2 separate regions of the Sus scrofa genome follow, and region 1 is linked to region 2. A link is a contact called in public HiChIP or PLAC-seq data. All regions are on one chromosome and are shown on one strand. Each heading gives the region's core, a stretch centred on a gene start, on an enhancer-like site or on the middle of the called end of the contact. The rest is flanking DNA. Distances are from core to core; before and after follow the strand shown. Region 1 has its middle 41 kb from the start of ZHX2. Region 2 overlaps ZHX2 (zinc fingers and homeoboxes protein 2).

Region 1 (7,664 bases), core at 617-3,116, 150 kb before region 2:
CGCTTACCCATGAATTGTGAGGATTGTGTTAACCTAGATGAAGGGCTCAGAACAGCCCCTTCCCCCCATCCCTAACCACTCCAACTTCCTCCTCCTACAGGTATACCAGCCTACTTTTCAAAAACATAGGCTCTTTCCTGCCCAAGAGTCTTTGGGAGCCTTTGAACATTTTGTTCTTCCCACCTGGGTCCCACTCCACCTGAACCCGTTCCCCATACGGACCCAGTGATATAGCACTAAAATGGCCCGGTCCCCACCCCTCCCCCTCTCTCTATCGACACTCACCATTTGCTCTGATTTCACTGCACCCCGCCCCCCATCAGGAGTCTATACACCCTGTCCCTTGATTCTGGGCTAGAGATGGACCTGCTTTGGCCAATGGAGTTTTAGTACAAGTGACATTGTACCAGTTTTGAGCCTGGGTCTCAAGAGAGTTTGGATATTTCTCCTCTCTCTCTCTCTCAGACCCCTCCCAGGCACAAGCTCAGACCAGCCTGCTGGATGCTGAGACACACATGGACCAGTCTCCATCATCATCCCAGCCCACAACCAACCAATCCCTCAAAACAGAGCCCCCAAGCTGACCAGCATGTGACCACAGATGCAGGATGCTCTCCCGGGACCCGCTGAGACCAGAAGAACCACCCAGCAGAACCCAGCCCAAATTGCCAACTCAGCACATTTAAAAGCAAAGTAAGGGATCCCTCACGACATCCGAGTATTAATATCCACATGTCTGTGTGGAGGATTGATAGTATTTGTGCAGAGTTTTGCCAGCCATTCATGCAAAGAATTTTTTGATCAAACGATAAAGACAAATTTGGAATTCTTACTTTGTCTATTAATGTGTAGTTCAATCAACTATCTTCAAATTCATAGTAATAGGAGGGATATTATAATTTAAAAGTAAAAATAAAGGAAGTACTTAGACCTAAAAACCAAACAAAACTAAGTAATTGTTGGCTCAAGCCACTAAATCGAGGAGTGATTTGCCACACTGAAAAAAAAAAATAACTGGCACATACCCTCTCTAAGCTTCAGATTCCTCAATGATATGATGGAAATAATAAAAATAGGAATAATAAAAGCCGATTTCCTAAAATAAGTGTGAAGACTACATGAGATACTACTCCTAAAACACTGTGCTGCATTATTTCATAATTGTTAACTACATACCTGGTGATGATACTGGAGTTTTCACTTTGCCTCTCATCTGTAAATGCAGGAATAATGATATCTAATGAACAGGATTGTTGTGAAGAATTGAGAACATGTGTGTAATGTGCTTAGCACCGCTGCCGGCACAGAGCATCAATAAATGGCTATTACTGATGTGTTTTGTTCAATATTATCTCTGAGGATTCGCTTACAATCCACCACCATCATCACCTATCCTAACCCCTAAGCTTCAGTTTTCCTCCCCTTGATGATTAGACCTCAGTTCCCAGCCCTCAGCCTCACACTGGCGGACCCCCACAACCAGCACAGCCCCCATAGTAGGTGGAGGAGGCATCAGAACCCAGGTCAGGAAGGAGGTCACATTTCCTTCCTGGACTCCTTGAAGGTCAGCGCCCCCTGCGGACCTTCGCCACCAGGGGGCAGCCTCACCCTCCTGCCACGCAGAAAGCAGGACCGCCCTGTGGTTTCTCTTCTGTTTTTTGATCCCACCACCCACCCTGTCTGAGGGCCTAGGATTCGGGAAGCCCAAATGGGTCCTGTGGTGTGTGAGCCACACCCACACTGTGATCGATCACGGGTCCACACTCCACGATCCCTCCCAACTGGGGAGAGACCCCTCCCCCAACCAGCTTGCAGAGACACTGGTGGCGACGCTTCCCCAGCTCCGGGCAACCTCTCAACCTACGTGAGTGGTTTCATAATTCATGCCTGCCCATCAGTGGACAGATTTAGCCTGCTGCCTGCTGAGTCTGGAAATACTGAATATTAAAATATCCCAGACGCTCGCCCTTCTGACGCCCTCGCCTCTCAGATTCACAAGCAGTTGGTTGCACAAACAATGCCAGGGACACACACCAGGTTGTCAGTTGAGTAGATTTTGAGCGCTCCCACGTGTAACTTTCATGGAAACAGGGGAAGGCATATTCAGGACCACGGATTTGGGTGCATGACCTTGGACAAGTCCTGGTCCTCCTCTTCAGAGCCAGTGTATTTTCTCCTGCAGCACCTCACTGCAGAAGCTCTCCTGGGCCTTTTTGTAACACTATTGGCAAACCAGGGAAGCCAGAATCCTATTTGAAGGGTATCACTGAGCAATGTAAAGCAAAAGATCTGAAGAAACATTCTCCACCCACCTAGAACAGTCATAGAGAGTCTCCCAGGAATTAAAACTGACCAATATTTGAGGGTGCAGGAAGCAAAGAGAATATTTTATATTTGGTAAAGACAGGGGTGTGTGTGTGTGTGTGTGTGTGTGTGTGTGTGTGTGTGTGTGTCTCACACCCCCTTCCCAAAAGTCTAGCTGACTTGCCTCATGCACATCAAAGACTACCAAGTATTTCCAACCTTTGATGTTGAAATTTTAAAACTTCTACTAAAAGAATTTCTAGGCTGATACACACACCTCTGCTATTATCCAGTAATGACCAGTGGCAAAAGTGGGTTTGGGATTCCAGGGAAGGAGGCTGGGAATAGAGAAAGAGATTTCTCCTTCTGTCCTGACAGTTTCATTCTTTCCTCCACTAGGAATCTGGGGAGTCCCTACAGCAGGCTCCCAGCACCGAGCAGAATAGGAAGGAGCTGAAGTTGCCTCCCAGTGTGCGTGATCTACTGAAGGAGGCAAGAAAGATGGGGGATGACGTCCAGGCGACCAAAAAAGCCTATGCTTAGATAACTTGGCATCACAACCTTAGCAGGCAACAGCAGAGGGTCTGAAATTCCTTTGCAACACATTCGGGGAAAAGGCAGCCCAGGCTGGAGTGTGTTGTACAAGGAAGAGCCAGGCCAGCAGACCTGGATTCAAGTTCTGGCTGTGCCATTCACAATGGGGACCTCGGATGATGTATGGATTCCCTCTGGAGCCTCAGTTTCTTCATCTGTGAGATGGGAGTAACCACAACCACTTCAGAGGCTTGCCCTGAGGATTCATCAGGCTTCCTTTTAGGGACGGTCCCCACCAGTGCTTTGTTTGGAAGTGTATCTGGGACTTACGAGACTCTCGGCTTGAAGATGATTTAATTACAGCTGATGGATAAATTGCTTGTTGGATCAGTAAACAGACTAAGTATGATGACTAGTTACACCCAGGGGGCTCTGTCAGGGGATGACTAGTTACACCCAGGGGGCTCTGTCCACACACCTCCCTCACTGAGAAGGTCAAAACATTCTCTTTTCAGAGGTGCCCGGCCAGGAATCCAGGAATATTCATTGGCCTGGAATGAGAAACCAAATGAGAATTGAGACTAAGCATTGCTCCCCACACACGCCACATAGCAGAGACACGCACACACACACACACACCCCTCAACACAAACCTTCTCCGCTTCTCTCCCCGGCCTCAGAGAGCTCTGAAAGGTGGTCACGCCTAAACCCCTCAGCAGCTGGCACAAGTCTTCTCAGCGGCAACTCTACAGCAGGGTCAAGGCCAGAAACAAGTGGAGATGAAAAGAGAAAGACTCTTTCTGTAAGATGAATCAACATTGCAAACCAAAAGCCTTAAGCAGTGTGTGTGCATGTGTGTGTATAGAGTAAGGGGGATTCATGTGCAAGGATGCTTGGCTGAATCTGGGGAAAGATTCTGGAAGGATATCCAGCAGAGCTTAGGAGAAATGGAGTAGAAACGCTTGGAAAGGAGTTCTCATCATGGCTCAGTGGTTAAGGAACCCGACTAGCATTTATGAGGACGCGGGTTCAATTCCTGGCCTCACTCAGTGGGTTAAGGATCTGGTATTGCCGAGAGCTGTGGTGTAAGTTGCAGGCGTGGCTCGGATCCCGCGTTGCTGTGGCTCTGGCATAGGCCGGCAGTTACAGCTCCGATTAGACCCCTAGCCTGGGAACCTCCATATGCTGCAGGTGTGGCCCTAGAAAGACCAAAAAAAAGAAATGCTTGGAAAGGCAGAAGGAATGAAGAGGTATCACCATATCATTTGTGCATGTTTATCATCTGTTGCTTCTCTTATTTTAAAACAATTTCCCTTTCTTCCAAACTTTTTATTGCATAACCTTTTTGACTCACCAAGTTCACTACAGGAATGTAAACTAAAGATATAATTAAGTGCATGCACAAAGACAACTAAAAGAATGCTCTTGAAAGCTTTGCTTTTATAAGGATAAAAATTGGAGTTCCCGTCGTTGCGCAGTAGAAACGAATCCGACTAGGAACCGTGAGGTTGAGGGTTCTATCCTTGGCCTCGCTCAGTGGGTTAAGGATCCGATGTTGCTGTGAGCTGTGGTGTAGGTTGCAGACGCCGCTTGGATCCCTCATTGCTTCTAGTTTTTTGCTTTTTAAATAACATTAAAATGAACCATGCCACACATTATCGTTTTCCCTTCATTTCGAATAATTTTTAAGGATGAATTCCCAGAAATGGGATTTATGGAGTAAAAGCTATAAGGGCCTCTTTTGGTACTTAAGACATAATCCTGAAATGCTCTCCAAAAGGGCTGCAGTGCCCTCACCACCACTAGCCATTCATGAGGGTACCAACCTCATTAGTTTACATTTTTACTAATTTAATTGTATCCAAAAAAACCCCTATGACATTAGTTTAATTATTCTCTTTGATAATAGAGAAAGCTGAATACGGTCCCATGTTTACTTGCTAAGTATATTCTCTTATGTGACCTGATTTTTCCTGTATTTGTCCATTTCCCTCCCCTGAAGCAGAGCTAATTACGTCTTCTTTCATCTTTTTTTCATACCTAGTTCTTTCCTCTACTCTCGGACACACCAGAGTTGCAGTTCTTGGCTCACATATGAGCTCTAGAGGGAAAGGGCTATGTCTTCCTCCTGGAACTGCCCTGTCGGTAGCCACTGGTTACATGTGGCCACTGAGCCCTTAAACAGCAACAGCTAAAACAAAGGACCTCAGGTGGGATCGTGTAACTGAAAGGGAGTCATGAGACCCACTCACTCATCTCTGAGCCTGTTTCCCCATGTCCTTGCAGCCTCCTCTCTCCAGGTCCTGATCAATTCAAACACGCATGACTCCACCACCTGCATCTGTCACAACTGCCCACCCCTCACCGCCCACCAAGCAGAGCCTTCCAAGGTTTCCCCCGTTGTCTGAATTCTAGAAAAAGCTTTGCCTAGAGCACTTGGGGGTGGGGGGCAAATGGAGCCAGAGAAGGCTTATTTATAGATCAGGACAGTCTGTGGGCTGCTCAGCAAACCCGGCTCATCTATAGGAAGAACAGCCAGTTGCTAAAAGGATCAACCCAGGGGAGCTGCCCAGCTCGTTTGCCAGCCAGCCCAGGTCCATCCCCACCCACTGAGGGGGCAAGGCAAGTGGCAGGATCAAGGCAGATCAAGTCACAGTCGCTTCCTAATTGGTTTTCCTGCCACCTCTCCCATCGCTATCCCTTCTCCTCTCTGCCACACAGGTCCGAGCATGTCATTTCTGTGCTGAAAAGTACCCCATCCTGGGTGGGGGGAGTGGGATGGGCTGGGAGCTTAGGGTTAGTAGATGCAAAGTACTAAGTTTAGAATGGATAAGCACTGAGGTCCTACTGTACAGCCCAGGGGCCCGTATCCAATCTCTTGAGGAAGACCATGACGGAAGATCATATGAGAAAAAGAAGGTCACCGGGTCACTTTGCTGTATAGCAGAAATTCATACAACATTGTAAATCAACTATGCTTTAATAAAAATAAATAATTCTGTTTTAAATAATGGGGAAAAAAAGTATCCCATCCTGGAGCTCCCTGGTAGTTCAGTGGGTTAAGAATCCAGCGTTGCAGATGATAGTGTACAACTATAAATGTAATAAAATTCATTGAGTAATAAAAAAAAATTTCATCAAAAAAAAATTCATCATTGTCACTGCTGTGGCACAGGTTTTAATCCCTGGCCTCAGAACTTCCATATGCTGCAGGTGTAGCCAAACACACAGACAAACCAAAAAAACCAAGATAACAACAAACATGCATGACTGAACAATTGTTTTTCCTATTGTGCAAGATGAACCAGTACGATTTTTTTAAAAGTTTCCCATTGGATAGCTCCACGTCCTAAGTTCCTAAGCAGGTAATGAAGTCCTTCACAGCCTGGCCACAGCCAAATGCTTCCGTCTCCTTTCTTTTTTTGACCTGGACCCTTCCAAACACATCCTACGCTCCCTCCATGCCCCTCTGCAAGCCTCCCTCACCCCAGCCTGCCTTTGCTCCTGCTCCTCCATCTGCCTGAGATGTTCCTCTCCCCGTCCACCTGGCGGACACCACACACTCCTTTAGGGGTCGGTTCAAATGTCCCCTTTTCTGGGGAAACAGATTCTGGGGTCAGACTCTGAATCTCAGCTCTGCCGTTCCTGCCAGGCATCTAGGGTGAGTTCCCTGACCATCCTAAGCCTTGATTTCCTCATCCATCAAGGGGGATGATTATAGGAATTCCCATCGTGGCTCAGAGGTGAAGAACCCCACTAGCATCCATGAGGATGCAGGTTTGATCCCTGGCCTCACTCCGTGGCTTAAGGATCCAGCGTTGCCATGGCTGTGGTGTAGGCCAGTGGCTACAGCTCCAATTCGACCTGTAGCCTGGGAATCTCCATATGCCACGGCTGCAGCCCTAAAAAGACCAAAAAACAAAAAACAAAAACAAAAGAGTGATGATTATAAATTGTGCCCACTTTATGGTATTGTGAAGCTCAAAGGGCCTAATGCGTGTGAAGAGTGTGCCCTGCTGCCTGGCACACAGTAAGTACATAGCAAGCAAGAACACTGTACTATAATCTTCACATTGTTATTACTTTTTCTAAATTGTATCACAAAACTGTAATTTTTATTGAATTATAATTCACCTACAATATCATATTAGTTTCAGGTTTACAACAGAGCGATTCGATATTTTTCTACATTTCAGAATGACACCACGATAAGTCACCATACAAAATTATTACAATATTATTGATGATATTTCCTATACTGTACATTACATCCCTGTGACTTATTTTATAACTTTGTCTTTTTTTTTCTTTTTAGGGCCACACCTGTGGCATATGGAAGTTCCCAGGCTAGGGGTCAAATCGGAGCTATAGCTGCCATCGTACACCACAGCCACAGCAATGTGGGATCTGAGCCACATCTGCAACCTACACCACTGCTCATGGCAACACGGGATCCTTAACCCACTGAGCGAAGCCATGGTTTGAACCCTCGTCCTCATGGATACTAACCAGATTCATTACCACTGAGCCAGGACAGGACTCCAATTGTTATCATTATTACTTTAATAACTACTGCTACTACTACCACTGCTTCCATTATGGGCTGAATGTTTGTATGCTCCCCAAATTGTTAAATCCTAAAACCCAGTGCAACGGTATGCGGAGATGGGGCCTTCAGGAATTGACCAGGTCATGAGGGTAGAACCCCGGGGAATAGGATTAATGCCTTTGGACAGGAGGCTAGTGAGAGATCCTGGTCCCTTCCACCATGTGAGCACACAGCCAGGAGGCACCATCTATGAGAAAATGGGCTTCACCAGACACCA
Region 2 (7,573 bases), core at 2,311-4,810:
AGTGTCTCCTCCATGGACCCTCTCACCTTTCCTTTTTTTTTTTTTTTTTTTTTTTTTTTTTTTGCCTTTTTCTAGAGCCGCACAGCAGCATATGGCGGTTCCTAGGCTAGGGGTCTAATTGGAGCTGTAGCCACTAGCCTATACCACAGCCACAGCAACGCCAGATCCTTAACCCACTGATCAAGGCCAGGGATTGAACCCACAATCTCATGGTTCCTCGTCAGATTCGTTAACCACTGAGCCACGACGGGAACTCACCTTTTCACCCCCTCCTGACACACTGAGAGCAGTTCCTCCCTCTCCCCAACACACATTAACGTGCTCCTGCTCGAAGGGAGTAGGAATTTGTCCTCAATGCGTGCAACCTGTTTATTCATGATTGCTGTTCATACCCTGCCTTGTCTTCCCGGCTAGAGCCAAACAGGCCGGGTTTGCAGGACAGAGAAGCTGCTTCAATCCCCAGCCCTGTGAGGCTGGACCAAGAGGGTGTCCGCTTACAGCCTTGCTCAGGAGCCCCCCTCTCTGAGTCCCCAAAGGGAAGCGCTGTCACAGGTTTCTTTTTTCCTTTTCTTTTTTTCCTTCTGCGTCTGTCTTACCTGAGTCTAGCATGTTAGGTCTGACCCTCCTCTTAACCCAGTTCCACAGTCACACCCCCCATCCCACTTCCCAGTCTCCTGACTTTCATGGAAAATCAGTGCGTTTCAAGAAGACAACAACTAAGACAGAGGTTTCACCTGAGGTGGAAATTATGCAGGCAGCTTAGTGCAGATCGGAGGGAAAGACAAAAATAAGGTGGTGTCAGCAAGTCCAGGGCTCATAATTCCCTGCCCCTGCTGCTGAACTCGCTGCGTTGGTAGCAAGGGCGAGGTGGGCTGGGTGCAGAGCCTGGTGAAAACTAACGTCGTGTCAGGTTTAGCCTTTTTGGAAAAGGGTGTAAAGAGAAAAACAGACAGCAGACATTTGTTCTGATTTTTAGCAGAGACGTGAATGGTTTGGGAGCCTTCAGCACATCAAGCTTTTCCCTCTGCCCTCCCAACCTAGAGAGGGAGGGGCAGGGGGCGCTCAGGGAGCAGGAGGATGATCCTGGAAACCAGTTTATGGTTGAAATGACTTCTCTTCATCACACTTGTGGGTTCCAGTTTCTGAGCCTCAAAAGTATGTTGGTCCTTCATTTCATCCCAGTGCTGGCTTTAAGATGGTTGTTTTGAAGTTCCCATCATGGCTCAGTGGAAACGAATCTGGCTAGTACGCATGAGGACACAGGTTTAATCCCTGGCCTCGCTCAGTGGGTTAAGGATCTGGCATTGCCATGAGCTGTGGTGCAGGTCACAGACGCAGCTTGGATCTGGCGTTGCAGTGGCTGTGGCGTAGGCTGGCAGCTACAGCTCCAATTCGACCCCTAGCTGGGAACTTCCATATGCCACGGATGCGGCCCTAAAAAGACAAAAAGAAACAAAATAAGATGGTTGTTTTCAGAGGTTCATAGATGGAAGCTGGCAGCTGTCAATGAGGGCACAGTGTCACAGTCAGGTACCTACTCCCTTGCACACTCTACTCTTCCTCCTCCAGGAAGCAGCGGGGATTGTCATCCATCCCTGCAAAGGAGGCTCTGAGGTTCCGAATGAAAAGCCATGCATGTCTGCATCCAGAGAGCGTGCAGGCTCAATTATTAGCCTTCTCCTGGTGGACTGGAATTGCTCTGCCATAAGGCACTGCTTCTTGCACATCCTGCCTGCCGATTTTAAGTATTGATCATTTTCATGATGATGGATGTATTCCCAGGAATATTAGGGGCAAAAATAACGAGTGGTCAAGCCTGTGATAAGTATCTCTGCTTAGAATGATGCTAGAATTTAGAAAACAATTTTTTTTACTTTATTCTTTTAAATTTATTTTTTATTAGCGTATAATTGATTTGCAGTGTTACAAAACAGTTGTTTTTAATTATTAGGAAGCCTCCGGGTGGTGTTCGTCTAAGTCGGGCGTAACTCACAAGACCATGTGGTGCAGACCCAACTGAAGTCAGAGGAACCGCTCAAGAATGTGAGCATTTTTAGTTAACTTTTTTAAAACCGCCATGCATATGGTCGGTCTACCGCATTCCTCCCCCACCCCCCAATTTATCTCTCCTACTTCTGGAAGAATGGAAGAAAAATGTCAGCGTGCATCTGAATCATGTCGGGGTGTTCTAAAAACGTAGATCCCCCGTACGCTCACGGAGAGAGCCTAATTCAGCGGGTTTGAGGCGGTTTGCATTTAATAAGCTTCCCAAGTGGCTTTGTGGTAGGAGGCCCTGAAGACCTCACTTTGCAAAAGTTCTGTCTCGGAGCGTGTGCCCCAACCAAGGGTGGTTTTGCTTTGGCATGGAAGGCTCGCTTCTCTTTTTGCCCCCAGTGATGGATACCTGCTCTCCTGGAATGAAGTCTCATAAAACCTAATTTAATTGTCGAGTGATGCTTCCTCTTTAAAACCACTGGTCCATGCAGATTTGGGGGCTGCTAGGCTCATCAGGCTTTCTCAGCCTCAGCGTTGTTGGCATCTGGGGCTGGCTAATTCTCTGCTGTGACGGATTCTCCGGGCATTGTAGGGTGTGTGGCAGTACCCCGGCCTCTACCCACCAGATGCCAGTAGCAACCCCCTCCCCATCCTTGTGACAACCAAAAATGCCTTCCTTTGTTGCCAGGTGTCCTCTAGAGGGGACAGAATCATCCATCCTTGAGAACCACTGGGCTAACATGGTACCTTTAGCCACTTTGATACATCTTTCAAGTCCCAGCGGACTCAGGGGATGGCGCTGGGATGGGATTTGCTGGTCTTCTGCTACCAGGACTGAGTGACTTGGAAACTCAGCTCCCCAAATGTGAAAAATACACTCCGATAGGAACTATTCCTAGCTCTCGCCCTTGAATTTGTATTCTGTGCATGAAACTCCATGAGACGCCTTCAGCCTGGCATAAACCTCCTGAAGATCAGCTGCAAATTCAAGGGGCTTTGTGAAATGAGAATGTGGCTGGGACAGGGTGGGCGGCTGGTGGGCTGCACTTCCAGGAACCCAAATGCTCCAGTGGATTACAGGCTTCCCTTGTGCCAGCACTGCAATAGCTCTTGAGGGCAGCAAAACGAGTAAGATGGAGTTCTTCCCCACAAGGGGCTCATCAGGTCTATTAGAAGGAGTCAAGCCAGTGACTCAAGAGAGGCAGCGTCACATGATGGTCTTTTGCCACATTGCCTGACTTCACATCCTGCTGCCCACATACTCGCTGTGTGACTCTGGGCAAGTTACACAATTGCTGTGTGTCTCTGTTTCCTCAGCTGTAAATTGGGGTTAGAAGGGGTACCTACCCCAAGGAGTTATTTGGAGGGTTGTAGGCATTCATATAGGTAAGGCTCTTAGAACAGAGGGTGGCGCATACGACTGTGTTAGAAAGCCCAGTGGTAAAGCGTGGATCTTGCCATTAGGAGGCTTGGGCTGAAATCCTGGCTCTGACTCTTGTGAGCTTGAGCGAGTAAAGTGATCTCTCTGAGGCTCAAGTTCTCCATCCGTGAGGCGGGCAGTCATAGGACTTGCCCCATGCAGATGATGGCGATGACGAAAGGAGATGATCTCTGAGCAGCACATCCCCATCCAGCACGCAGGAGGCACTGGACAGCTCTTTAGTTGTTGTTGTTGTTGTTGTTTATTTAAAATGATTGATGTTATAAATGATTTTTTTAACCAAACTCATAAGAGACCAATAAGGGAAAAATAAGACTGCCAAGGGCCCAGACAATTGCATCTTTTTTTTTTTTTCTGTCTTTTCTAGGGCCACACCCATGGCATATGGAGGTTCCCAGGCCAGGGGTCTACACCACAGCCACAGCAACACAGGATGCAAGCCACACTGCGACCTACACCACACTTCACAGCAACACCGATCCTTAACCCACTGAGCGAGGCCAGGGATTGAACCCAAAACCTCATGGTTCCTCGTTGGATTCATTAACCACTGAGCCACGACGGGAGCTCCACAATGGCATCTTTAGGTCACTTCCTAGACTCTGAACAGAAGTGAAGATGGGAGGCTGGATTCCCAAGGCCGCCTGGGTGGGCACCAAGTCCACTCAAGGGAGGTGGTTCTGGGATTCACATCTGCATGGCCTCCAGCTGGAATCTATGGCCACAGCAGAGCTGCTCCTTGTCTCCAGGCTCCCTGGGCTTCCCCCAAGGCCAGGACACTCCTCCTAGTTGGATGACTGCTTCACGCAGCTCCCTTCTAAATTTATTCTTTATTTAGGTGTATTAATAACTCCAGTTATTAGTACAGACACTCCAAATCCTTCCTACTCTCCAGCTTCTGTCTTATCTGCATTTAAGATAACTTTGCCGATAGCTAATCTTATCTGCTTGATGCTAGGTTTTTATTTCATTCTCCGAATCCTTCCGTCAGATTCACACTGACAGGCAAGGGCCTTTAGTCACTGTTTCCCAAAAAGTATCTATCAGCTGTTTAGTGTGCAGCACGAGACAGAGTAAAATCAAGCATGACCCAGGCCTTTAATGAATTTAAAATCCAACTGAAGAGGTAAATGGCACATCTTCAGTAATTATCAATGTCCAGTATAAATGCCAAGTCCTAGGATGGCCTTCATTTTCAGCTGCAAGGTCTCATGGGAGAAAATGGGCATTGAGAAATGGGTCCTGGAGTTCCCGTCATGGCACAGTGGAAACGAATCCAACTAGGAACCATGAGGTGGTGGGTTTGATCCCTGGCCTCGCTCATTGGGTTAAGGATCCAGATTGCTGTGAGCTGTGGTGTAGGTCGCAGACGCGGCTCGGATCTGGTGTTACTGTGGCTGTGGTTTAGGCTGGCAGCTATAGCTCCCATTTGACCCCTAGCCTAGGAACCTCCATAGGCAGCCCTAAAAAAGCAAAAAACAAACAAAAAAAAAAAAAAAGAGAGAGAAAGGGTCTTATGTGCAAGGATGGAGTGAGAAGGGCAGATACACGGCAGAAGATAAGCTTCTGAACACAAGGGAAGGGGGTCTGGGTGAAAAAGAAGACAGAGGCCAGGACTGTGAAGAGTGTCCATTGTCAGGCCGATGAGCCCCGAGTCTGGTCTGCAGACAAGCAGAAAGAAAGACTTTGGAAAGGGGAATGGCGCGTTGCTCTGGTGTCTCCTTACATTCAGTTTCCTCCCTCCTCATCTTCATGAAGTTGGTTGGGAGTTCCCATGGTGGCTCAGTGGGTTATAAACCAGACTAGTATCCATGAGGATGCAGATTGGATCCCTGGCCTCACTCAGTGGGTTAAGGATCTGGCGTAGCCATGAGCTGTGATGTAGGTGGCAGATGTGGCTTGGATCCTGTGTTGCTGTGGCTGTAGACCAGCAGCTGTTGCTCTGAATCGACCCCTAGCCTAGGAACTTCCACAGGCCGCAGGTGTGGCCCTAAAAAAAAGCAAAAAAAGATGAAGTTGATGTTGTACGTTGGGTGGATAGAAGTGTCTAAGGGTAGAGCGTGGCTAGGATGTGGGATATGGGAGTGAAAATCGCTGTTGATGGACAGCTACTTCTTCGAGGATGGAGCAGACACACTCTATTCCTACTACAAAATACAACTGAAAACTCTGGATATTATGTACAAAACAAACATAAGAAAATGCTGAAAGGTAGAAATAAGACAGACCATCCAGGGACCTCATAACCCAGGGAACGACACTGTGGTTTCCTGGGTTGTGAAGTTCCCTGGGGTTTTTGTTTTTGTTTTTGTTTTGTGTGTGTGTGTGTGTGTGTTGCTTCATCTAACCCAGACTTGGAGCTAAAGAAGTCATCAACTCAGAAATGCCAGTGGACACTGACCAAAAAAAAAAAAAAAAAAAAAAAAATCTCCCAAAAAAGCCTGCTCGCTTGCTCTCTAGCACAAGGGACCAGGAAAGGGGCAGCCTAGGAAGCTGAAAACTTTTAGATAATAACCACACTTCTTGAGCCAGACATCCCAGAAAAAAACTGTGGCTCAGCCCCCATCTCATGAACAAAGGTCAGATGGGGAGCCTCAGCTTCCACCCTAGCAAGTTGTAACAGGGCACCCCAACCTCCCTCTCGTCCTTACCCGCCCCCCCACTCAGGATGGGGTCAGAGAAGGACGAGTAAGGAGATAACCTAGGAGTTCCCACTGTGACTTAGCGGTAACAAGTCCGACTAGTGCCCATGAGGATTCAGGTTCAATCCCTGGCCTCGCTCGGGGGTTAAGGATCCAGCATTGCTGGGAGCTGTGGTGTAGATTGCAGATTGGCTTGGATCCCATATTGCTATGGCTCTGGCATAGGCTGGCAGCTGTAGCCCCGATTCTGCCCCTAGCCTGGGAACTTCCATGTACGGCAGGTGCGGCCCTAAAAAGAAAAAAAAAGAAGGTGGTGACCTCGCCACACCCATGTCCTTGGTGTTGCTGAAGGCCCCCTGGAAGCAATGAGGAGGCGCTCCCGGCCCTTCCCAGCTAGAGACATCACTGAAAACCTGTGGAGAACTGAAGCTCCCAGCCCAGCTCAGTGATGAAGAAACAACCTGCTCGCATGTCAACAAAGACAAGTGGGGTGCCTGGACGTCCACTTGGCATTAATGAGGTGGTATCCCTTCCCGAATCCAGCTAAAATAGAAGGTTTCATGAGAGATGCAAACTCTTGCAGCATAATCCCCACACCGCACATTTCAGTTTTTGAAAAAAATCACTCATACCAAGAAGACCTCAAACGAAAGGAAAAAAGACAGTCAATAGCTGCCCCAACACCAAGATGACACAGATGTTACAATTATCTGACAAAGATTTTAAAACAGCCACCCTAAAAATGCGTCCATGAGCAATTAGGAACAAGAAACATATAAAAAAAATAGAGTCTCAACCAAGAAAGAGAAGACAAAAAGAACCCCCTGGAACATTTTAAACTGAAAAATGTAACTGAAATTAAAACCTCACTGGATGAGCTCAGGAACAGGGGAGGGGACAGAGGGAAGAATCCATGATCTTGAAAATAGAACAATAGAATGTGCCCGATCTGAACAACAAACAGAAAATGGACCGGGCAGGGGCAGGGCATGCACAGGACCTCAGGGATCGATGGGGACTATAACAGAAGGTTGAATATTCATGTTCTCAGGGTCATGGACAGAGAAGAAAAAGACAATGGAGCTGAAAAATTACTCAAATAAATATGGCTGGAACCTTTCCAAATTTGGGAAAAGACATAAACCTACAGATTCAAGAAACTGAGCAAATCCCAAATAGTATAAATCTAAAAAAAAAAAAAAAAAAAAAAACCACACCAAGACACACCATACTCAAGCATCTGAACACTGGAGATAAAATCTTGAAATCACTGAGTGAGAAGTGACTGTTTATAGTGGAAAACAATATGAATGGCAGGGGATTTCTCATCAGAAGCCATAGAGGCCAGAAGGAAGAGGCACAACATTTTTAAAAGAACTATTAGCCCAGAATCCCAGACCCAGCCAAAAATATTCCTTCAGGAATGAAAGGAAAATGGAGACATTCTCAAATGAAGGAAAACTAAGAGAATTTGTTGCCAGCAGACCTACCCTCA

What was found. HiChIP or PLAC-seq counts read pairs in DNA pulled down with a chosen protein or histone mark.
Region 1: an H3K27ac HiChIP or PLAC-seq map of alveolar macrophages shows a contact between it and region 2. The contact joins two enhancer-like sites. A contact is called at or near these places in 2 of 47 Hi-C or Micro-C datasets (embryonic fibroblasts and subcutaneous adipose tissue) and 2 of 2 datasets of contacts at active chromatin or transcription factors (alveolar macrophages and skeletal muscle).

The regions. Positions count from the first base shown.
Region 1 is chr4:16,590,858-16,598,521 of Sscrofa11.1, reverse strand. No RefSeq gene overlaps it. Among named protein-coding and RNA genes, the nearest start is that of ZHX2, 41 kb to the right of the region's middle. Within about 2 kb of position 1,866, at least 25 of the 83 cell types and tissues checked have an H3K27ac peak or open chromatin away from gene starts, as enhancers often do. A contact at or near this core is called in alveolar macrophages, where this site is marked.
Region 2 is chr4:16,440,343-16,447,915 of Sscrofa11.1, reverse strand. ZHX2 (zinc fingers and homeoboxes protein 2) reads left to right here. Exons shown (of 5, transcript XM_021088974.1): 3 at 1,952-2,043. Among named protein-coding and RNA genes, the nearest start is that of ZHX2, 110 kb to the left of the region's middle. Within about 2 kb of position 3,560, at least 3 of the 83 cell types and tissues checked have an H3K27ac peak or open chromatin away from gene starts, as enhancers often do. A contact at or near this core is called in alveolar macrophages, where this site is marked.